Regions from separate parts of the Sus scrofa genome. Here region 2 is linked to region 1. A link is a contact called in public Hi-C data. All regions are on one chromosome and are shown on one strand. The core of a region is the stretch at or near the end of the contact, and the rest is flanking DNA. Distances in the headings are between cores, read along the strand shown.

Region 1 (5,694 bases), core at 1,921-4,420:
AACCACTGAGCCATGATGGAACTCCAGTGTTTGTTGTATGTATCTGAGTGCTCCTATACTAGAGACATATATATTGATGACTGTAATATCCTCTTCTTGAGTGGATCCTTTTATCATTAAATAGTGTCCTTCTTTGTTTTTCTTTATGGCTTTCATTTTAAAGTCTATTTTGTCTGATAGGAGTATTGTAACTCCTGCTTTCCTGTCTTGTCTATTGACATGAAATATCATTTCCCATCCCCTCACTTTCAATTTCTATGTGTCCTTTGCCCCAGGGTGAGTCTCTCATAGACAGCATATTGTAGGCTCTTGCTTTTTTATCCAGTCTGCTACTCTGTGTCTTCTGATTGAAGCACTCAGTCCATTGACATTTAAGGTAATTATTGATAAACATGTGTTTTCTATTTTAAACCTTGTTTTCCAGTTGATTCTATATTTCTCCTTTGTTCTTTTCTTTCTTTAGTTGGATGATTTTCTTTTATTTTACTCTTGTGTCCTTTTCTTTTTAGTTTTTGTGAATGTAATGTTTGGTTTTGATTTGTGGTTGCCCTGTTTTTCAAGTATGTTAACCCATTCCAATATCTGCTTGCTTTAGCCTGATAGTCATATAGGCTGAAATACAGTGTTTTAAAAAAGAGTCTAGATTTCCTTACTTTCCTACCCCCCTTTCTATGATTTTGAAGTCTTTTTTTTTAACATCTTCTTGTTTGTCCTTTTGCTGTTCCTTGTATTTATTGTCACTCTCACAATTTTTTTTTTCTTTTTCCTTTTCAATCTGTATACTGGCTTATTTAAGTGATTGCTTTCCAATTGTGATTTCCTCCATCCTATTTCTTCATACTTCTTTTTTATTTAGATAAGCTCTTTCAGTATTTCTTTTAGAACAGGTTTAGTATTGCTGTACTCTTTTTTTTGTTTGTTTGTCTGTTGGCAAAATTCTTAATTTCTCCTTGTATTTTAAATGGTATTCTTCCTGGGTAGAGTATTCTAGGCTGCAAATTTTCCCTTTTAGAACTTTGAATATATCTTGCCCCACCCTCTTCTGGCCTGTAGTGTTTCTGTAGAGAAATCAGCTGATAGTCTTATGGGTGTTCCCTTATAATTAATGCTTTGTGTTTCTCTTGCTGCCTTTAGAATCCTTTCTTTAACTTTTCATATTTTTATTATAATATGTCTTGGTGTGGGCCTATTTGGGTTCATCTTGTTTGGGGCCCTCTGTGCTTCCTGTATCTTGATATCTGTTTTCTTTAGATTTGGAACGTTTTTAGCCATAATTTATTCCAATATATTTTCAATCCTCTTTTCTTTTTCTTCTCCTTCTGGAGTCCCTATTATGTGTAGATTGGCCCACTCTATATTATCCTATAAATCTCTTATATTGCTTTCATGTTTTTTCCTTTGGTTTTCCGTCTGCTGTCCTGAGTGGTTGAGTTCCCCATTCTATCTTCTAAGTCACTAATTCATTCCTCTGCATTATTCATTCTGTTCTTTAGTTCCTTTAACTCAGTTTGCACTAACTTGACAATGAATTTTCTAATTTTTCTTGCTTCCTCCTTATATTTTCTAGTTCCTTTAGAGCCACAGCAATGTGGGATCCGAGCTGCGTCTGCAACCTACACCACAGCTCATGGCAATGCCGGATCCTTAACCCACTGAACAAGGCCAGAGATCGAACTCACAACCCCATTGTTCCTAGTCGGATTCATTAACCACTGTGCCATGACGTGAACTCCTATATCTACTCTTAATTCCTTCATAGTCACCCTTAATTCCTTCAGTATTTTTACTGTCTCCCTTTTGAACTCAGTGTCTATTAGACTGCGGAGGTCTCTTTCACTGTTTGCTGCTTCAGGTGAATTCTCCTGTTCTTTTAACTGGAAATGGTTCCTGAGCTTCTTCATTTCGCTTATACTTTTTTTTTTTTTTTTTTTTTTTTTTTCTGTGAGTTTAGGGAAACCAACTACTGTAGTCTTGGAGGGCTGTTTCTTTGTAAACACGCCCATTTGTGTTTTGTGGGGTTTACTGTATATTTTTGGCTGGGAGTTTGGATATTTGCTACCTCTTTCTTCAGTATGAGCAGGCTGTTATCCTCTTGATAGGTGCTGAGTGTGTTTCCCAGGGAGAAGGAGATAGTAGTAGGGCAAGGAGGCAGTAGTTAGGGCTAGTAGTCAGTGCCTGGTTGCTGGGCTCTTGACAGTAGCACAGACCTGCAGGAAGGTGGTGTAGGATACTCCTAGTTGCAGGGCCCTGGGAAGTAGTAATGAGCCTCAGGCAGACTTAGGCCGTGTCCAGAATATTTGGCAGTGGCATGGCAGAGAGTAACAACAGCTGGTGTTTGGTTAAAGTGCTCTCCTCTGTGGTGCTCTCTGAGGTGATTGGGGCTGTAAGTGGTACCTGTTCATGGACCCTTATTGGTGGTGGGCCATGCCCACCTCTGGAGTCAGAGTAACTGTGGTGGTTTCCCCCTGCCACCTGTGTACCACACAAGAAGCACCCTGTCCCTCTTAGCCCACACAGGAGCTGCTGCACAGGCTGCTCCTAGTTGCAGGGTCCTGGCAAGTGAGAGTGATCAAGCATGTGTGGGTGTTGCACAGAGTGTTTGGCACTGGCAGCAGTGGGGCAGGTCTGTTCCCAGGGGAGTGAGAGCATCAACGGGTGGTGCTCAGTTGCAGTGCCCTGTTTTTGCCGACCTCTGAGTTAACTGAGGCCACAGGTGGAGCCTATTCACAGACCCCTAGTGGTGATGGGCCACATCCCCTTCCCCTTCTGGTTTTTGAGATGACTGCTCTGGTTTGTTCCCATCACCTGCAGATCATGCAAGAGGTGCCATGTCATGCTTAGCCCCTTGCTGTCTTCAACACACACAAGAGGTGCCTGGCCACCCATAGCCCACACAAAAGGTATCTAGTCTCCTGAAGCCTGAGCAAGTGGCCTCTCACCACCAGTAGCCTGCACCAGAGGTGCCCCACCATCTGAGAGCCTATGTGTGCTCAGGGAAAGAGATTCCTATGGCAGTCTGCCCCTCCTCTTCTTGCCCTCCCCAACAACAGTGCCTTGTTTCTCCTATGGGCCCAGACCTCTTCCCAGGTTCTTTCGGCTGTAGCGTTCTGCTCCCCAGCCCATGGCACACTTCTCCTTAGCCCCTCAGCCCATCTGTCTCCACACAGCCAATCCTAGTGCTCTCCCCAGAACTGACCTCTGGAGCCTGAGTCTCAGTGCCCAGTCCCTGCCTGAGCATCTCAGGCTGTGGTGTCCGGGGCAGTGGTGCAGATGATCTGCTCTCACTCTGCTTTGCCCTCCTCAGTCCAGCTGCTTTCCTTTCTCAGCAACTTTGAGGTCCCTCCAACTTGGCTGATCTCTGCTTCGGTTAGGTGGCTTCCCAGGGTGCAGGTTCCTTTTCTCTTTCATAGCTCCCTCTCAGGAGTGCTAGTCTTATCCTGATTTCTTTTCTCTCTCTCTCTCTCTCTTTTTTTTCTTTTGTTCTACCCAGTTATGTGGAGGATTTCCTGCCCTTTTAGGAGGTTTAAGTTCTTCTGCCAGTTTTCAGTAGATGTTCTGTGTGAATTGTTCTACATGTAGATGTGGGTTTTTTTTAATGTGTTTGTGGGAGAAGATGAGCATAACATCTCACACCTCTGCCATTTTGATCAGTTTCTTCTTTTAAAGAATGAATTTGCCTTTGAGTTCTAGATCAGAGACTGATTAAAAAAATATCCTAATAAGATTTTTATTCAAGAGTTCCTGTTGTGTCTCAGTGGGTTAAGAACTTGACTAGTATCTGTGAGGACGTGGGTTTGATCCCTGGCCTTGCTTAGTGGGTCAAGGATCCGGCGTTGCTGTGAGCTGCAGTGTGGGTTGCAGACACAGCTTGGATCTGGCATTGTTGTGGCATAGGCAGCAGTTGTGGACTCCTAGCATGGGACCTTCCATATGCCACAGATACAGTCCTAAAAAGAAAAAAAAAAAGGCACATCATTTTTGCCTCCGTGTGTGTGTGTGTGTGTGTGTGTGTGTGTGTGTGGGTGTGTGGGTGTGTGTGTGTGTGTGAGAGAGAGAGAGAGAGAGAGGGGATAAAGGTTTGTTTACAGTTAGTAATCTGTAGCTACCATGTGATATAGTACTGTCCACGGCCTAAGTTTAATGCTTGAAAAGTTTTATTTGACTAATCATTTTTGTTTTAGGGAGATGGATCTTTTGGATCATTAAATAGGGTCAATGTATTTTTGTAAATTATCAACATTGCATTTCCTGTTCTTTAGATTGAAGCCATTATTTTCATTCTGGTAGGCTCACAGCTGGCAGCCTGGAATAAAAAATCCATACCGTGGTGTTGTGGTATGGCCTGTTCCTGAAAACATTGAAATCACTGTGACACTTTTCAAGGTAAGTTCCATTTTTATAAGTAACAGAAATTATTGTATAATCATGGTTCTAGATGATGGAATATTTCCGTATCTGTTGTCCTGTACATTTGGGTCCAATCTGGTACACTAATATGCACTATTTTTAGAGATACAGCAATTTATAACAATGCAAGGATATCAGGGTGTTTCTTGGTCAATAAAGTCTGAATAAATTTGGGAGTCTTTTTGAATTTATTCTAGTTAAGCTCAAATGGAGTAAAGTACTTTTTCTGTGGAAAGCTGAGGTTTGTGGAATTCTTAGTCCTGAGTTTCATTTTGTTAGCCTTGTTTGACTAATAATATGTTTTTAAATTACCATATGATAAATGTTTTATTGATGTTAATATAAGTTTAAAGGTTATATTTGATAAATATTTACTGATATTAATATTTTATAAATACTGTAGCTTAAAATCAAAATTCTGGTAATAAATTCCAAGTGCAAATCCAAAAACATAGTGTGCCTATACCTGACTCTTTCATATGTATGTTTTTTCTTGAATGTCTTTCGTATTTCTTGAAACATAATAAAATAGTCCTTACACATGACAGTTAAGAACTAAATATTTACTTTCCTAACTCCTTATTTGCTAAAAAAAAAAAAGATGAGGACAAGTATGTCTCAGTTTCAGCCTTCTTGCAAGTGGTGAGATTAGGAAACAAATGTGTTATTTCTTCTTTGAATCATTCCAATTGTGTCAGAGTTAGTTGTGCAGAAGGATAGAATGAAGAAAGACATCTCATTAAGCTGCCTTAATTAACTTAACTAAGGTTTTCTGAAAACCCACTAAAAATCCACCAAATATTTTAGGATATGAAATCTAAGTGGGCAAGTTATATGGCTTAGAGTATGAAAAAGTGTGTTTCAAAAGTAAAAAGGTGGTTTTGATTTTGTAATCCAGTATATTCATTTGTTCTGGAACTACAGCAGGGATCAGTAGAACAAAACAATATGATAAATGTTAATGTACTAACCCACAGATGGGACCCTAATTTTAAATGCTCTGTATTTCATAAATATTCTAGTTTATGAAAGATCCCTAACACTTTATGTGTATTTTGTAGTTTTGGCATTATTATTATTATTGGCATTATAACATTACTTGGTTATGCTTATTGTATATACACTCTACTTGATTGGTTTACCTGGAAGAAATAAGGAATGAGCTTCCAGCTGCTCTTCCTTTTTCTTTTCAGGAAAGATCAGAGCCTCTTACCCTTCAGTCAGCTGATCTAAAAGTCTGTCATTAAACCCCCTTATCCATACCTCTTCTATTAGAATGATATAGTA
Region 2 (5,694 bases), core at 880-3,379, 270 kb before region 1:
GTCCTTTCAGTATGGGCTGCAAATGCCTCCTCCTCACCCCTCTTGACTCCAGACACAACCCTTAACCGGGGGACTGTGGGGTCCCAAACCTCCCCCACTACCAGGGGCCACCTCAGACCCAGATGTGAAATAGGTTTTGTCCTTCCACCAGGGCTCCTGCAACACAGGCCCTAATTGTCTCTGCATCTTTTTGTGGGATAAATATGAGTCCATAGTGAAGTTCCTGTTGTGGCGCAGTAGGTTAAGAACCTGACATAGTGTCCGTGAGGATGCAGTTTTGATCCCTGGCCTCACTCAGTGGGTTAAGGATGCAGCATTGCTGAAAGTTGTGGCAAAGTTTTCATTCGTGGCTCGGATCTGGCACTGCCATGGCTATGGCGTAGCCCAGCAGCTGCCACTCCAATTCGACCCCTAGCCTGGGATCTTCCATAGGCCACGGATGCAGCCCTCAAAAGAAAAAAAAAAAAATATGATTCCATAGAGGCAAGAGGCACTCCCTCATTCTTAGGCCAAGCTTCCATCATGATTACTAGCTCTGCATGTGTTCTTGTGGGCCTGTGTGTCTTCCTGGGAAAAAAATCCTTCCCTGTTTATCATCCTTTTTCATTTTATAAGGTAGCATCTACTTTTTCGAACTGAATGAATGATATTCTTATATCATTGAATAATATCAATGAATATCAATGAATGATATTCTAAGTATTGTCACTGGCCATTCCTACTTTATGCAGTTCATCTTCGGGGCTCTTCGAGATAGCCCTAGTACCAAATGCTGAATAGTTATTATTGCCAGGAAATGTTATAGCATATTGTTTGCAAAATGGTTATTTTGTTAAACTCTGGCAACCTGTAACATTAGATTAATGATTTATCTAAAATAATACCAAGCCACAATAATTTCTTCACTTTTCGGATTGGAAGACTTGCTCCACCCTTGCCTTATTCTATTCTATTTTCTATTTGATGAACACCTGGTATGTGCCAGCCTCCCAGGAAAACAAAAAGGGGACAATCCCTACTTCCAGGAGGGGTCGGAGATGGGTACTAAGATGGTCAACAACGTTGTGGAAGAAAAAGCAGGTAATTTTGGCTGGGTGGATGGGACAGCTTTGAGACCAAGGAAACTTCGAAGGATGGAAGCTTTTGATGGCACATACAGGGTGGGACATATTGAGACTCAAAGCTATAAGCTGGTGAGGATGGGTTTCCCACAGAGGAACTGGTCTTGGGGTCTCTGGCCAGCTGCTTGTGTTCCTAGGTCTCCTCAAAATGTTGATCATTCGGAATTTGGGGAAACAAATTCCAGATGCTTCCAGGGCTCAGGCCCTGAAGGGCTCTCCAGCACACAGATAAGTTCAAGTGAACTTTGGCCTGGTTAGGATTTGAAGTGGGCAGGCTAGGCCCACTGGGGAAGGGGACACAGAGCCAGTGTGGTCTCAGAGACCTGACCAGATGGAACGGAGGTTCCCCCAAGCTCCCCCAAGCTTGACTTCCAGTTCCCTGTAGGCAGTTGTCCTGCTTGGCCAGCCTGCTGGTCAGTGGGGCAGCCCAGTCTTTCTTCTGCTGGTCACACACCAGTCATCAGGGCCACTGTCTGATGGTGGCCTCCCCTCTACCTGGCCCAAGGAAACTGGCTCTTTCACGGAGATGCTGTGAAGTACTTCAGAGATGATTGAGGCCACTGTTGGTCAAAATGTGGCCCAGGGCCACATGAGGGCACTGGTTAGCCAGGCACATCCCTGAATCTCATTCCAGGTCCCCAGCACCCCATCTCTGGGGTGGGCCTGGTGATGCAGACTGAAAACCTCTGAGCCAGCCCAGCCCTCATTTCATTTCACATCCAGTGAGTGGACAGGGGCCTGAGAGGAGGAGGGATTTGTCCTGAGTGCCGAGCACAAGAGCCCATGCCCACTGCTAGTCCAGTGCTGGTCACTGCACTCAGCACCCCTGAGCTTCACTTCTGCCTTCTTCTCCCTGAGCAGACCTGGAGTTTAGGTCCTGGGTGTCCAGTCCTGGCTGCCAGGTTAGTGGCCTGACAGTTGCAGTAGGAGCGGAGAAGCCTGGAGTTGGAAAGTGAAGCCTGCAACTGGCTCCCTGAGGCGGATTCTCAGTAGTTTCAGCCTGTGGCTGCCTTATGGACAAGCCCTTCCTCCACCCAGCCCCCAGTCCTCCAGCACACCCAGCTACCTGCCCTCAGCCCCAGCCCTACATGCGAGCACGTCTTCATAAACACCCACGTCTCATTCAAGCCCCACCTCCCCAACCTCAGGGGTCTCAGGCCCCTCCACCATGTGCCCCCTGCATCAGAATGTGAACCAAGATGTATGTGCCCTGAAATCAGCATTGAAAGACCCAAGTTGCAGCCCTGTGTGACCTTGAGCACGTCACCACATCTCTCTGGCCTATGCAGGACATCACTCTGTATGTTGTCAATTTTGCTTCTCATTCTGGCTTAGATCACCCCACCCTCGACCTGGGAAGACAAGTCAGACAAAGCCAACCCCTCCCCAGTGTGCCAAGCGGACCCTGGTTTTGCTCAGTTTTATTCCCTGCAGTTAGCACGCTGCTGTTGCATAAAGATGCGCAATAGCTATTTGTTGAATGACAGATAAATGTGAATGTAGAGGCACAGAGATGCCAGAATTGGGTAGAAAAGGCCCCTCCCGGCTGTACTTCTGCCAACGGCTTCTGTAAACTCCTTCCCTGAGTCTTTTAATAAGCCCCACTTTGCATTTGAGGGTCTGATTATAATCAGTAAAGCCCTAAAACGTGGTGGCTTTAGCTGTTTCATCTGTAAAGTGATAGACTGGATGAGATGGTCCCAATTCCTCCCTCTGCCTTTCCTCTCGTTCTCCCACCTCCTCCTATCAGTCAGCCTCTGGCTCACAGGTCCCTGCAGGTGTCTGTTGTCCTGAGCCCCCTGCCGCCATTCTCCCCTTGTTCATCAGGGTGCATCTGTGGCTGTAATACCTTAAGGGAAAGAAGCTCGATCTTCTTTTGGCTCCACCCTCTCCTCTTGATCGTGTACCCTCTTCAGTCCTCTGGGACCGCTCAGTCCACAAGCGCCTACTCGATGCCAGACCCTGCCCTGAGCATCACGGGCGATCAGACAGGAGACGTAGTTCCCGCAGTCCAGAAACCAGCTGTGTGTCTGGAGGAGGAGGCCAAGTGGAAGATCAAGTGACTATAAGAGGTGCCCCTGCCTGCACGTGGCTCACTCCCCAGGGAGGGTAAAGAGCTTAGCATCAGAGGCAGTGCTTTGGTGCCGGAGTTCTGCCTTACTGGCATGAGGGACCTGGGCACACTGCCTTACAGATCCGAGCCAGTGCCCTCATCTACAAAGTGGGGAAGGCTCATGAAATACAAGATCACCTTTAGGCCCGTATCACAGCAATAACTACTGCAGGCAAGATCCACAGATGGGTCTCAACTCAGTGGGTGGGAGTTGGAAGGGAAGACAGGGAAGAAGGATATTTGTAGAGTCTGAGTATCTCTCCCAAAATATTTACCAGTTATGAAGAGAAAAAGAGCAACTTTACTGTGGAGAAAGCTGGCCAACCCCATCATAAATGGTCAAGGCTGAGATGACAAATTTAGCAAAATAGGACACATCCACCTCATGTGCCCCCTGTAGGATGCACTGAGGGCACCCCTCAGGAGGTGGGGGTGGGGGCAGTTGATGTTCTGGGCTGAGGGGGCAGGGAAAGCAGGTGGAACCTGTCAGGAGCCCCGGGAAGCTGAGCATCCTGTGTAGAAATCCAAACAGCCTGTTCGCTGCTTCCTGGTCCCAGAGGCTGAAATACAGCAGGGGAAAAGAAGGATGCTGGGAAGCAGTCCAGGAACAGTGTCTGCTGGGAAGTCACCCCAAATGCAATAGGAATGTGACTCTGTGTTCTGAGAGGTGGGAGGCCTGATGGTGTGGATACAGGAGGAGACTGAAAACGAGGCTTAAGGTCAAGTTCACTGTATGGGTGAGAGGGAGTGGTCCTGCCTGGAGCTTCCTAACACACCTGGAGGAGCAGCCTGCACCCTCCCTGAGCTGGCATAGGTGGTCTTAGAGGCCCTCGGGAGCAGCTGATTTGAGGGTCCACCATGAATAGGGTGGGGCAGCTTGAATGGCCTAGAGGACCCGGGTGAGGGCCTGGCGGGGACCTCCTGCTCTAAATGCAGCTCCCATCCTCTCCCCTCTGAGCAAAGATGTTAGAGCAAATGGGACCAGAATGGGACTTCCTATGTCTGGTGGAAAGTGTGGGTGGTTCAGCTGCTCAGGGCTTGGGGGGACCAGAGAGTGTCTAATCTGGTGTTCTCAATCCTGGCTGCACAGCAGACTCTTTTGGGACTCCTTTGTAAAAACCCCAGTGCTGGGCCCCAGCCCCTAGACATGCCAATGTAGTAATTCCAGGTGAGACCCAGGCATATCTAGTTTTAGGTATATTTTTTTTTTTTTTTTTTTTTTTTTTTTTTTTTTTTTTTTTTTTTTTTTGCTATTTAGTATTTCAGTGTAGACCTCAGGCAATCAGTAGGCTTATCAGTACGCTTTGACTTTTTTTAACTTTTTTATTCTGAAAAACAGAACAATATTTCCCACCCCCTGCCCCTTTGCCCATCACCCTGATCAAACACTTTCCAACTCTTGGCCAGTCTTGCAGCAGCACATTTTCCACCAACTCCCCTCCACCTGCCCCTAGATTACTTGGAATGTAGGAATCTCAGACAGCAGGAATGACTGGGGCATCTCCAGATGGTTTTCATGTGCAGAAGGGTTGAGGCGGGCAGATCTGGTCCAGTATCTTCTCTGTACAGTTAACTGTGGCTCAGAGAGGAGAAAGGACCTGAAAAAAGTCCCACAAAATGTCTCTTCCTCCTTTCACATTCTATGAACACACGAACTTGGAGGCACCATAGAGACTTCTGGAGCATCCTTGTCAGAATGCTTCTGGGAAGCTTCACCCTGGTGCCAAGCCAAGGCCTCCACCCCAGGTGCCAGCCAAAGGGTTCTTTTCTTCTGGTTCCTGGCAGTGCTCTATCCTGCTTCATTTTGCTTAGTCTCATTGCAAGACTGCCCCCTTAATAGCTCCGTTCGAATCCTCTCAAGCTCTCCGTTCTGTTGCTTGAAATTCAGTGGTTCTGTTTTCTGGCTGCAGGACCAGGTGGGGTTGTGATGACTCAGGGCTGGGAGAGCCGGGAGTTTGGAGCCCATGGGCTCCATGAACTCCAGAGACATGGAGGTGAGTATTCCCAGAGGTTCCTGCTCTCTGAGGGCCAGGTGGTAGGGCCCCGGCAGTAGGTGAGCTTCCACAGGGGCCTGCCTGCTGCTGGCCTCTCACAAGCCATGTCTGTCTGCAGGGAGCAGGTCTTCACTGAGAAATGTGTGTTGTTGACTCAGGACCTCTTTCAGAGGAACTGGATCCTTAGTGCCCCCAGCGCTAGGGAGAGCTGGGCTTGGCTCGGCTTTGGTCAATGTGCAGAGGCTGGAGTTGTTTCCTCTCCTGCTTTTATGGTTCCCTCCATTTTCATCCTTGGCTGGGGGTTGGCCCAAATCCTGGTGCCCTTCACACTCCTGTGGGGACAGTCAGCACCCCCTCTTCCCTGTTCTAATAAAGAGGCTGCTGTTGTGGTCAAGGCCGTGTGTGGGGTGAGGAGAGGGGGTGTGTCAGCACCCTGCTTCACTGCCCATACCTCCCAATGAAAGGA

The links. Hi-C and Micro-C count contacts between places; a contact is called where the count stands out from the background.
Region 2: a Hi-C map of retroperitoneal adipose tissue shows a contact between it and region 1, with 2.1 times the contacts expected there. A contact is called at or near these places in 2 of 5 promoter capture datasets (fetal skeletal muscle and liver), 33 of 47 Hi-C or Micro-C datasets (adipose tissue, alveolar macrophages, blood and 17 more) and 2 of 2 datasets of targeted methods (alveolar macrophages and skeletal muscle).

The regions. Positions count from the first base shown.
Region 1 is chr3:79,184,662-79,190,355 of Sscrofa11.1, reverse strand. EHBP1 (EH domain-binding protein 1) reads left to right here. Exons shown (of 25, transcript XM_021087470.1): 4 at 4,288-4,383. Among named protein-coding and RNA genes, the nearest start is that of EHBP1, 74 kb to the left of the region's middle.
Region 2 is chr3:79,457,261-79,462,954 of Sscrofa11.1, reverse strand. No RefSeq gene overlaps it. Among named protein-coding and RNA genes, the nearest start is that of TMEM17, 44 kb to the right of the region's middle.